Regions from separate parts of the Oryctolagus cuniculus genome. Here all the other regions are linked to region 1. A link is a contact called in public Hi-C data. All regions are on one chromosome and are shown on one strand. The core of a region is the stretch at or near the end of the contact, and the rest is flanking DNA. Distances in the headings are between cores, read along the strand shown.

Region 1 (3,851 bases), core at 722-3,221:
CTTCACAGCTACCGAGGAGGCCACGCCAGGGCTGCCCTTACTCCCAACACCCTTGGCCACTCCTGCCCTCACCTGTTTTCCAGGAGCGTCATGCACACCACCTCTCGCACCCCGGGGTTGTTGGCCTTCTCCACAGAGCAGCCCTGCAGGTTCCAGGTGGCCAGCCTCAGCACGGGCCGTCCGTCCCTCGTGCCTGCGAAGGCTTCCACCGAGGGCCGCGTGGAGATAATCTGCGTGGGCCCCCCTGGCGGCAGGTCCAAGTCCTCGCTGTGGAGGCTCAGCGAGGTGGGGCTGGGGTGCGGCTTGGCGGTAAAGGTCAGGCCTCCGTTGGTGTGGGTGGACGGGGGCCTGGACCTCTCGGCAAACACCTGGTGTCGTATCCTGTCCAGGAAGGTGGCATTGATACCATCCATCCTCACCAGGTCCTCGACGCTGCGGAAGGGCCCATGCTCCCGGCGGTAGTCCACGATGCTAAGTGCCATCTTCTCCGTGAGGCCTCGCACGCTCATGAGCTGAGCCGGCGTGGCCGTGTTGATGTTGACGCGGGGGGTGAGGGGCACGGTGGTGGCCAGGTGGTGGGGCTGCTCAGCCAGCAGGTCGCGGCGCAGGGAGCTGGGCGAGTGCTGTGCAGAGCTGCCCTTGCTGCTCACACAGATCTCAAACTTGACCTGCTCCAGCTTGGTGGCGCCCACGCCGCTGACCAGCGCCAGGTCCTCCACCTTCTTGAAGCCACCGATGTACTCTCGGTACTCCACGATGCTGCGGGCCACGGCACGCGTCACCCCGGGCAGGGTCATCAGCTCCTCCTCCGTGGCCGTGTTGATGTTGAGCCGCTCCTGGTTGACCAAGATGTTGCTGAAGTTGCAAGCCGCGCTGAACTTGCGGCTGTGGGACAGGTCCGAGGGGTCTCTGGGGATGGAGCGGTGGCAGCCCAGGGTGCTCCCCATGGCCGGCCAGGAAGAGAGGCTTCCCACCACAGACCTCTCTGGCTAGGGAGGAAGCTCGGAAGAACCGAAGGTGCTGGCTCAGGGGCTGAAGAGGCTGCCAGGCACAAGCACCGAATCGTCCATGCCCGGAGTGTCCCAAATTACCTTTCACAGGGCCACCTAGGAAAGAAATCAAGCACACATATCGATTGGACGAATCAATCTGCATCGGCACTCCCTACTGGAGCCTCAGCCAGGGGGCCGGGGCTGGTGGCTGGCCCTGAACCCCCCGAGAAAGCAAACACAGTGAGGCCGGCCCAGGTGGGTGTGGAGACGCCGGCTTTTACCACACCGGGGCCCAAAAAGGCTAGCAGGGGCTTCTCCTGGGGAAAGCCCATGCCCACCAGCCTCGCGTCTCCGCTCTCCTCTCTCAAGTCCAGCAGCGCGAGGGCCGTCGTCTGCTCCGGTCATCGCTGCTCCGGCTCCGGGAGGGAGCACCCCCACCCCGGCGCCCTGTGCCTGACACCCGGCGCCCCCTGCCACTTGGGAGCCCCGTGCCGCCCAGCGCGGGCACCGCGGAGGGGCTGTGGACACCAGCTCCCCAGCCGCCGACCCTCTCCCACCTGCGGCTCCGGAGCCTCAGCCCAGCCGGGACAGCGGCTGCGGGTCCGCGGGGCCTCGGGGCTCCTCCCGCGCCGCCGCGCTCCGTGTGCGGGAGGAACTCGGCGTCGTCCTCCCGGAGCTGGCAGGCGCTGCAGGGCTGTTCGCGGGCGGCAGCGGCAGAGGCGACGACGGCGGCGGCGAAATCCAGAGGCAGAGGCTGCACCAGGACTTGCGGGGCTGCACCAGGACTTTCGGCGTCACCGCAGTCGCGTTTATGCAGGCAAAAAACACTCCTGCGCCCAACTCGGACACTGGATCCGCCAGAACGCGTCAGACCCCAGCACCAGCCGCAGGACTCCCGCTCGCGGTCTGTGTCAAAGCCAAAGTGCCGGCCGCGCCGCCCGCGCCGCCCGCGCCTCCGCCGGCACCACGGCCACGCCTCCGCCCGCGCGGCAACTCCTCCCCGGGACTCCCGAGGGCTCGTGGGGGCGGGGCTCGGGCGCGTGGGCGGGGCCTGCGTGAGGGAGAGGAGGGGGGAACCCGGGAGCGGAGGGGGCGGGTCTAATGCGTGCGGGGCGGGGCCTGACTCCAGGATGTGGAGAGCGAACGGGAACCCGAGAGCTCAGGGGCGGGGCCTGGCGCGAGGAGGCGGAGAGGGAAACCCAGGCGCTCAGGGGGCGGGGCCGCGGCTAGCTGAGGCCAGACCCGGGACCGCAGGGGTGGGACCAAGGGTCTGAGGGCACGAGGCTGACGCCGTGATGGCGGACCCTGGTCACCGCCGGCTGTCCCGCCCCGGGCAGGGGCTACTCAGTGTCCAGTCCGGCTGCTCTTGGGCGATCTTGGGGGCGTGAGAACTGAGGTATCCCCTGGGGGACAGGCATCCCCGGGGCTCCAGGCCGCGCTCAATTTTGCAGAACGTTCCAGAAGAGGCTGAAGGGGCGCCCCACTTCCGGCCCTAATTGAGGCCTCACTTTCTTCCCAGCCTTTGCTGTGCTCTTTATGAACTTCCGCAGGAGCCGCGGCCACGGAGCCCTGCGGGTTCACCTGGGGCCTGCGCGGCGCCGTGCCTGCGCCTGCTTAGCGCTCTGGACACGCAGGATCTGTGTCCGCCATGGTCTAATCATTCAGAGGGAGGGAAATGGAGGCTGCTTCCCAGGCCTCAGAGCGGTTTGGGAGCCACATTGCTGCGTGCGCGTTTAGTTAAAGTTTAAAGTGGATACCGGAGCTGTAGTATCCGATCAAACAAGCCACAGTGATACCGGAGATACCGTTGAATACTTTGACCCTGGGTGTTTGGAGTCCTCTGAAATTTCCCCCCAACCACTGTGACCAGAGCTTCTGCTTTCAACTCCAGGGGCTGGGCCAGCGAAAACAGCCGTTTTCATGGAAGACAGCCACGAAGGTACGTGAGACGGGAAGTGTGCAAGTGTGCGGCAGCCCAGACCCGCCTCTCTGAGGCGCCTCCCTGGCTTCTGTGTGAGCACCCTCTCAGTTGCAAGTGACAGAAACCCGACTCTAACCAGCGGAGACCAAAGGGAGTCGGGGTGGCCCCGACTTCCCTGTGGAAAAGCTCTGACTCCCACCTGCGGCTCCACCAGCCTCTCTGCTGTTCTCATTGATGGCAAGAACAGGCCAGCACTGAGGTTACCTTACTCCATTCCTGAAATCCCATTGTGGCCAGGAAAAAAAAAAAAAAAGTCCAAGAAATACAGGCAAACTCCTTGTAGAAGCAAGAAATACTTTGTTGAGCAGCATATGACTGGAAGATTGGCCCGGGGGTGACCCCTGGGCTGGAAGTAGGGAAGCCCTATATTTTATTATCCAAACCAGGGCAGTAAGGGAGGTAAGGTAGGACCCTATTAATAATCTCTCTAAAATGGAAATAATCTTGTTTAGTTTTCCATAAGCTTAAACAGATGAGGGAGCCTCAAAGTTCACTGAGAAATGGGCTTAAAAGATAAGTTTTGTTTGCTGCAAAAAAAATTTTTTTTGCAAATCCATGAGTAGTTTTCATAATATACATTTCCGTGAACATTTTGAAGACTCCTCATTCGTTTCCCCTTGGTTGGCAATGAAACCAAGAGATAGCTACACCAGGGACCATAAAACAAAAATAACAGATGTAAAACACACAGTGAGATGCCTGACTTGAAAATGACCCTGTCCGATGTTGGTGAAGACATGGACTGCAACTGCCATAGACGGCTGGTAAAAATATAACCACGATGGAGGTAAGCTTGGCAATTGCTTAGAGTTAAACATGTTCCTACCACAGGACTTAGCCGTTCCACCTCTAAGTATTTCCCAAAAGGAGAAGGCAGC
Region 2 (3,851 bases), core at 690-3,189, 97 kb before region 1:
AGGGTCAGGGCTGCCAGGTGAAGGTTAACGAGGGTCAAGTCATTACTTCCCACCTGGGCAGCAGGAAACAAAGCAACACTCAGGTGCTCATATTTCCTGCCTCTGTCATAACCGACTCGTAATCAGCTTCACGCTCACGGTCGACCCTGGCCAACAGCAGGGAGGCCGGCTCACAAGCCCAAGGTGTTCACCTTGGACTTCCCCAAGGCTCCTAAAGGAAGAGACCTATTTTGCTTTACCAACTCCCGGCCCCTGACATCCCAGCTCATATTTCTCCTTAAGACCTAAAATCTGGACATATCTGGAAGTGTCCAGTGTTGGCTTTGTTTTTTCCTTCTAAGCATGAAGGTGGCTCCAGCAGCTGGTTGCTCTGGGGGCTCTCTTCGGTAGGGCCAGCCTGAGGGCACCCTGCCAGGACTCCCTGCTGGGATCTGCCCTTTCTCCCACTCCACACACGTCCTCTCCACTCCCCTAAGGGTTCTTGTCCATCTGGAGCCCACTATGCCCCAGTGCTCACTTTAACCTGATTTCAAATGTGTCAAAACCTGAAGCTGGCAAGACCAGGCAGTCAATAGCGTGACCCAGCCCTGCATTCCCAGCGGGAGGTCTCGTGTTGTACAGACTTTGGCCTGCGGCTCGGCTGTTCAGGGTTGGGCAATCCTGCCCTCCCACTGTCACAGCAGCCCCCTCGACACTGCCAGGAAGGAAAGAGGTGCCAGGGCAGCCCTAGGACGTGGAGGGCCCCAGTCTGGTTGCACAGATGTCGCCTCGTTTGCCACCACCACTGTCACCACCACTGGGACCGAGAGCTCTGCTGTGTGGCTCTGCTCGCTGCCCAAACCACTGTAGGTGGAGTGGGAAGTCTGCCCCGGTACCCTATCTGCCACTTGCCACCTTGGAACGTGACCCAAAACACAAGAGGCAGAGTGACCATCTAGGGAACCACCGCAGAAGATCCAGGCCAATCATTCACGATCCAGTAGCATCTATCAGTGGCCCACTAAAAACATCGGCATCAGCTGGTCCTGGCTGTTGTCCTGTGTGGCATTAGGAGGTTTTACAGATGATACCTGGTTGACTTATTCACCAGTCCAGCAGGTACCCCAGGTGTATGTGTGGGGACAGAACCCCATCCATGTTGCAGGCAGGAGCAGGCAAGGTTGTCCTGGGTACAGCTGACACCCCAGTGTGTGAGTGCACACCTGCTGCACCAGCACGGGGCTAAACCAGGCTGGGCGCAAGGCGACAGTCAGGCTCTGGAGCAAACAGAAAGGAGAGGCCTCCGATGCCCAGCAGGCCACGAGCGGGCTGGGCTCAGGCAAGGGAGCGCTCTTGCCTGACTTGGGATTTCACAGCCAAGTTCCACAGGGATAAGCTTCATCGAATGCCCCTCGGTGGCTGGTGTGGGCTCCTGCAGCCCAGCTTCTGAGCATTCTGCTCAGGGAAACTTCCCAAAGACTTCCAGGGAAGTGAGGGAGACAGCACTCAGCTCTGTCTGTCTAGCCACTGCTGGACACTGGCCCGACAAGGCTCTCCCGAAAGTGAGGGTTCCCCTGGAGAAGCCAGTTATAGGGGTGCTCCTAGGCCCAAGTCCTGAGCTCCTTAGAAGGCCCTCCCAACTCAGACATCCCCTGGAGAGCCCCCCTGGTAATAGACAGGGATGAGAAGCAGCCAAGGAGCCCTCTACTGCAGCCATTGACAAATGCCAGACCTCCTCCACCAGGGCCAGGAGGTCTGGGACATCGCTCCAAAAATACTCAGTCGTGGGCCCTGTCCCAGTAATTCTGTCTGTCTGGGCTAGGCTCTAGGAATCTCTGATTTTAGGAAAATCTCCCCACGTGGTTCTGATGTCAGGTTTGGGAGCCGGCCAGGGAGCTGCTTTCCTCCCTTCCCATCTGGCTGTCGGAGCTGTGGAAGCAGAGAGTCTCTCGGGATCGCTGTCACCCCTGCCCTGGACACGTGCACCTGCCACGGAAGTCCCGGACCAGGCGCTGGCCCAACCCTAGGAGAATAAAATCAAGGCAAGACGAGGCTTCCCGCGTGCCCAGTTCTGCAAAGAGAGATCCCCCACGCCACCCCATGGCTTGAAGGTCACAGACAACACGGAGCAGGTACCTTGAATCGTGCCACGTACGGGTTGGGGCCTGCGGACTTCCCGTGCCCATTGCTAGGCGAACTCTCCTGCGAGGTGACGTCTTTCAGCTCCACGCCGGCCACTGTGTCCCACAGGAATCCTGAGTACCCGGACCCCTGCAGCAGAGAGGGACATGGTCTTGGTGCCAAGTGCAGCCCAGCACTGGGGAAAGAGGCCAGAGGCGCAAGGAGCATCAGGCTCTGCCCTGGGTCCCCAAGGACACTCACCCAGGAGCCATTCTTAGACAAACTGCACTCTCTGCCTTGGCCCCATCCCCCACACCACAAGCCAGGGCTGCTTGGGTGTTCCTTGTGGGAGGCAGGCGGTGGGGGGAGCCCAGACCAGCACAGGGCTGTGGTCCAAACCATCACCTCCCAGGAAGTAGCAGCTCACACCTCTGAACTCTGAACCACACCCCTCTCCCCCCACCCAGAGGCCAATGGCAACACTGAGAATCGGAAACAAGACTCTGTCAGATGGGTTTTGCCTACTGATCCATATTTGCTAGATGAATGAGAGTCAGAGATAAGAGTTGGTTTTTTTTTTTTTTTTTTTTTTTGACAGGCAGAGAGGACAGTGAGAGAGAGAGACAGAGAGAAAGGTCTTCCTTTTGCCGTTGATTCACCCTCCAATGGCCGCCGCGGCCGGTGCGCTGTCTTGTTTATGTGATCCCTTTGACTCTTAGTCCTATCATTATGATCAATTGTGAACAGAAATTGATCACTTGGTCTAGTGAGATGGCATTGGTACATGCCACCTTGATGGGATTGAATTGGAATCCCGTGGTATGTTTCTTTTTTTCTTTCTTTCTTCTTTTTTTTTTTTTTGACAGGCAGAGTGGACAGTGAGAGAGAGAGACAGAGAGAAAGCTCTTCCTTTTGCCATTGGTTCACCCTCCAATGGCCACCGTGGCTGGCGTGCTGCGGCCAGTGCACCACGCTGATCCGAAGGCTGGAGCCAGGTACCTCTCCTGGTCTCCCATGGGGTGCAGGGCCCAAGCACTTGGGCCATCCTCCACTGCACTCCCGGGCCACAGCAGAGAGCTGGCCTGGAAGAGGGGCAACCGGGACAGAATCGGCGCCTCGACCGGGACTAGAACCCCGTGTGCCGGCGCCGCAAGGCGGAGGATTAGCCTACTGAACTGCAGCGCCAGACTGCTATTTATTTCTGTGTGGACTGAGAAGGGAGCGGCGCAGGCTGGTCAGGAAGACAGCTGCATCCCACACTGGCTTTTTCTCAGCCCCGTGAACACTGCGCCCGCTCAGTGTCAGCTGCAGCGGCCATCCACACGCCACAGCTCAGGCTCAGGGTCATGGTTAAAACGGAGGGTCTTACTGTCAGTAAATAGCCAGCCACTTTTAATCTATGATGTAAGAGCCCAAATTCTGAGTATCAGTCATGAGCACAATTCACATGTGTTTCTAAGCACATGAGGTATAAGGGACCTTCAAAAACTTTGTGGGACATGTGCATGTTGAAAAATTATGAGTGGCTTTCAAAAAAATTTAGCACTCAAGTAAGCTTGTCTTTTAATTCCATTTTTCCACAAACTGCTCCAAGTATCCTCGTACACCAAAGAGAGAAGCAGTGACATTTGCCGTTACAGGACAGTGATGTAAGGATGTATTTGTCAACTCCTGATTAATAAGCAGGGGCCTCTTTTTAAAACTCCACAGACACCAAACAGTCCACTGTGAGTAAACTTGGTCTTGAGCAC
Region 3 (3,851 bases), core at 747-3,246, 92 kb after region 1:
ACAGTGCAAGCCCCGAGCAGTGGAAAATCTCAGAGGTGATTTCAAGTGAGCAGGCGACAGAGCACCGTGAGTCATGAGTCCTGGAATAAGTTCTTCTACCCCCAAAGCCCCTGGTTTCCCTTTCTGTATAATGGGATCCTTGTAGATAACACCTGTGACTCACATACCTGTGGCATGTGTTAGGAGTCAACAAGTGTTAGGTATTCATTTAATATTGAAACTAAGACGTTTTGATACTTTCAGTCCTATCACTGAAGCTAAAAATAAGTTTTACTAAATGCAAATATGACCATCAGGAATTATCATTTCATTAAAACTATTTATTAAATGCATCATTTAAATGCTATGATTCACATTCACTTAGCATTTGCGTTATCTGTTTATCTGCCGACTGACAGCAGCAGGATCAGCTGTCACTGGATAAGCAGCTGACCTTGAGTCTTTTCTATGAACTCATTTCCTGCAGCGTGGAGAACAGCAGCCAGGACTGGCTCCAAGTCCCCGATCTGCTGTGAAACTCCTTCACAGAGGTGCTTTGAATGGGAGTCTGAGAGCGTCCAGATTCCACCGGGCCATGGTTTGGATGTGTTTTGTCCCCAGCAGTCCACATGTGGGGGTGTTGAAGTGGCGCGACCCTTTAAGAGGTGGGACCTGCTTGGGGGGTGGGGTGGTGGTGGTCTCGGTTTGCTCCATTAACCGCTGTGCCTACCTACTGAAGAGCCAACTCTCTTTGGGGTCAGCAAGCGAGTGTAACACACACGTGGACATCTTAAAGACAGAAAGAGTGAGACTGCTGTAAATTTTGTTAATCTGGTCCTGGCGGGGGGAGGTGTCACTGCGAGGTGAGTGGGTGCTGGCCTGCGTGGGAACCCGCAGACCACCTTGGGCGGTCAGTTGTTGCACAAAGTCCAGCCGCGGGCAGCCGCTGGATTGCCTTGCTGTGTTGGAGGGACTAGGGGAACAGGACAAAGCGCTGCGGCTCTGGCCTTGGGTCCCGTAGAGACGAGAAACCGCCACCAGAGGCAGAGAGGAGGACACCACGCGGGGAAGAAAGTCGTTCAGAGGAGAGCTGACCTTGACCTAGGATTCAGAGAACTCGTCAAGGCTTTGGACCCCTGCAGTCTGTGGGAAAGGACCTGGATCCGTCTCCTCTGGCTCTCATGGGTCCCGAGACGCCAGCGGACTCCTGGATTAGAACACGCAGGCTATAACCCCCCCACCTTTCACCTGGGGCCGTCTCCTGCTGGCACTGCGGTAATACGTCACACGGCAGACCCCTCCCACCGGAAACGGCCGCTTCTGGGGGGACCCCATGGAGCCAAGGCTGATGAAACCCCACGACGCCACTAAAACCCGCAGAGCTCCAGGAAGCAAAGACGACGTCGTGAGTCAGAGGAAGGTCAGCCTTCTGAAGCAGCCCCAGCCCAGATAGCTGAAGGCACTCGGGGTCTTTGAGTGCCCTACAAACTCATGAGGGTGAAGAAGTAGACTGGGAGTTCTTGGGATGGACCTTTGTATGAGTACTGAGTGTTGGAGGCCTGGCCACCTGCAAACAGTCGTGCAATGAGGAGGATTTATTCATTCAAGTCCAAAGCGAAGCTATCCCATGGTCCTTAATACTGCAGCAAACGCCTGCCTCATTCGCAAGGACCATTCGCCATCCCAGGTGCACCCTGTTTTATTTAAGCAGCGTCCTCTGGATGCCAAGATTAGGGGCTGGAGCTAACTCAGCTGTTCCTACCATAATGGGGATCGGAAAAATCTAAATAATTGATATCCATAGATGGGATACAGTGATTTCAATCCACTTATCTAACCCTTGCTACAGATGGTATTGGACGAAGTCCATGATTTTTCATCCTTTCTCCTTTCCTCTACTTTTCTGAGAAAATGGAATGGGAGGGTGGCAGAAAAATAATCATCCAGAAACAGGGTGCCCAGCTGCCGCGGCGCCCGGACGCACCCATGCTGCGCAGTGTCAACATCCTTATTAAGCCAAGAGCTGTGTTTTTGGCAGGTGTTTGTTGATATTAGATGACATCTGATGCAGCACTAATGGAGTGCTTGTTCTTAAACTCCACAGCCAAGGAGGCATATGCAGTTTGGCGGGGGGGAGGGAGGAGCTGATATATATTTCCATATGTTACATTTATTTAATGCTTCCATTGTAAGATTCTTAACTGAAAAGCTCTTCAACACCCATTGGCCCACTGTAGCCCAGAACGACTGACGTGAGTGTGACCTTTGGAACACTTGGAGTGTTTGCCAAGTATGTGCAAGCAGAGGGAGAGGAGGCGAGCCACCCCGATGCTGCGTGCGCCTTCCCAGCCCACCATCTGCGGGCAAGTGCCCTGGTTCTGAGAGCAAGTCCCATAGCACTGGTGGGGCTGGGGCTGGCGTTTGGCGCTTTCTGGGGTGCAGGAGGAGCTTAAGCTTAACCTGCTCGGGGTGTAGAACTGTCAGGTTTACAAACTGGGGGAAATTATGTGATTTCCCTGGTTTGATCCCTGTGTGGTAGGCACAGCTGGTTCTATTATCCCAATTTTACAAAATAGGCTACTGAAACAAGGGTTGCAGAAATTAGTTCAAGTTCATAGACCAAATTCAGAGCCATGCTCTAAGCCTGTCTTCCGACTGCAAGCCCAGTGCTGCCTCGATCCCCCTCTTCATTACTCGCTGCCGTCCTCAATGAGGAGGACACATATTGACCCTCTTCTCTGCTACTCCGACCCTTTATCTAACTATGAATTCCTCTCTGACTCATTTTTTAAATTCTGGTAAAATATACATGACATAAAACTTACTGTCCTAATTGCTTAAGTATACAGTGATAGTAAGTACATTCACTTTGTTGTACAAGAGCATACACTATTCTTAACTATTCAGTAGATTTAAAATAAAAGCAATAGAGAAATTCTGGGTTTTAGAATTCATCATGTTCCCTTTTTATAAGACGAATGGAAATACGTGTCCTTAATATTCACAAGGCAAAGATCCTGGTCTAAGCTGTCCTCCTGCTCAGACCCCTCCCTCCCGGGCTCCCTGCCCCAGCCTGCCCTCCAGCCCTGCTGGGTCAAGGCCAGACAGCACTGTCTTGGCCATGTTGGTCCCTGGACCTAACACACTGGTGAAGGTTTTGGGAGGAAAGTCTGTGTCGCTCTTTCTATGGCAGAAGCTGATGCTCCTTAGGTCAGTATCCATGAATCCCGATGCAGAAATGCCAGGGACCCAACGCTGCCACACCCCTTCCCAAGCCCCTTCCTTGCCGCCTTCAAGTGGAAGCCCAGACAGCTGAAGAGCTCACCTTCACAGTCTTTCTCGCAGCTATGAATGACTTCAGGAGAAGCGTTTGCTTTTCTTATAAAAAGGACAGAAGCAACACAGTCTTCTGTCGTGACCGAGCGTGGGATACCAGGAACTATGCTGCCCTCTTGTGACTATGAAGCTATGAAGCAACAAGCGTGAAATGGGGACAGTTAAGCTCCTGCACCTACCTCCAAACCCCTTAAATGAGAGAAATAGGAGAAATAGTCCTTTGTTTAAGCTTCTGTTGGTTTTTTGGAAGATTCACTAACTGAATACACCCTGTATCCAAACCTATAAATAAACAGATAAAACCACTATGCTACCAAAAGGATTTAGTCACTGATACTCATATCAACGCACACTGACATGCGAGGGCCAAGGCTGACGGTGGAATTCTGTAATAGAGAATTAGGCTGACAGTACCTAACTCCCTGATCAGACTCAGTGTCACAAAAGAGCAACAAGCAGACAGCCATGTGCGCCTGGGGTGTGCAAGCACGAGCACACAACACTACTTACCAAAGTTTTCACAGACTCAACCGGAA

What was found. Hi-C and Micro-C count contacts between places; a contact is called where the count stands out from the background.
Region 2: a contact with region 1 is called in a Hi-C map of liver, with 6 times the contacts expected there. The contact joins the enhancer-like site here to the promoter of EEPD1 in region 1. A contact is called at or near these places in 2 of 6 Hi-C or Micro-C datasets (ear pinna and liver).
Region 3: a contact with region 1 is called in a Hi-C map of liver, with 3 times the contacts expected there. The contact joins the enhancer-like site here to the promoter of EEPD1 in region 1. A contact is called at or near these places in 3 of 6 Hi-C or Micro-C datasets (ear pinna, liver and psoas muscle).

The regions. Positions count from the first base shown.
Region 1 is chr16:26,620,077-26,623,927 of mOryCun1.1, reverse strand. EEPD1 (endonuclease/exonuclease/phosphatase family domain containing 1) reads right to left here and starts at 1,971. Exons shown (of 8, transcript XM_002713756.5): 1 at 1,550-1,971; 2 at 73-1,106. The coding sequence starts at 947.
Region 2 is chr16:26,717,224-26,721,074 of mOryCun1.1, reverse strand. It overlaps EEPD1 (endonuclease/exonuclease/phosphatase family domain containing 1), which reads right to left. Exons shown (of 8, transcript XM_002713756.5): 5 at 2,116-2,250; 6 at 1-53. Among named protein-coding and RNA genes, the nearest start is that of ANLN, 50 kb to the left of the region's middle. Within about 2 kb of position 1,939, at least 2 of the 8 cell types and tissues checked have an H3K27ac peak or open chromatin away from gene starts, as enhancers often do.
Region 3 is chr16:26,527,941-26,531,791 of mOryCun1.1, reverse strand. No RefSeq gene overlaps it. Among named protein-coding and RNA genes, the nearest start is that of EEPD1, 92 kb to the left of the region's middle. Within about 2 kb of position 1,996, at least 1 of the 8 cell types and tissues checked has an H3K27ac peak or open chromatin away from gene starts, as enhancers often do.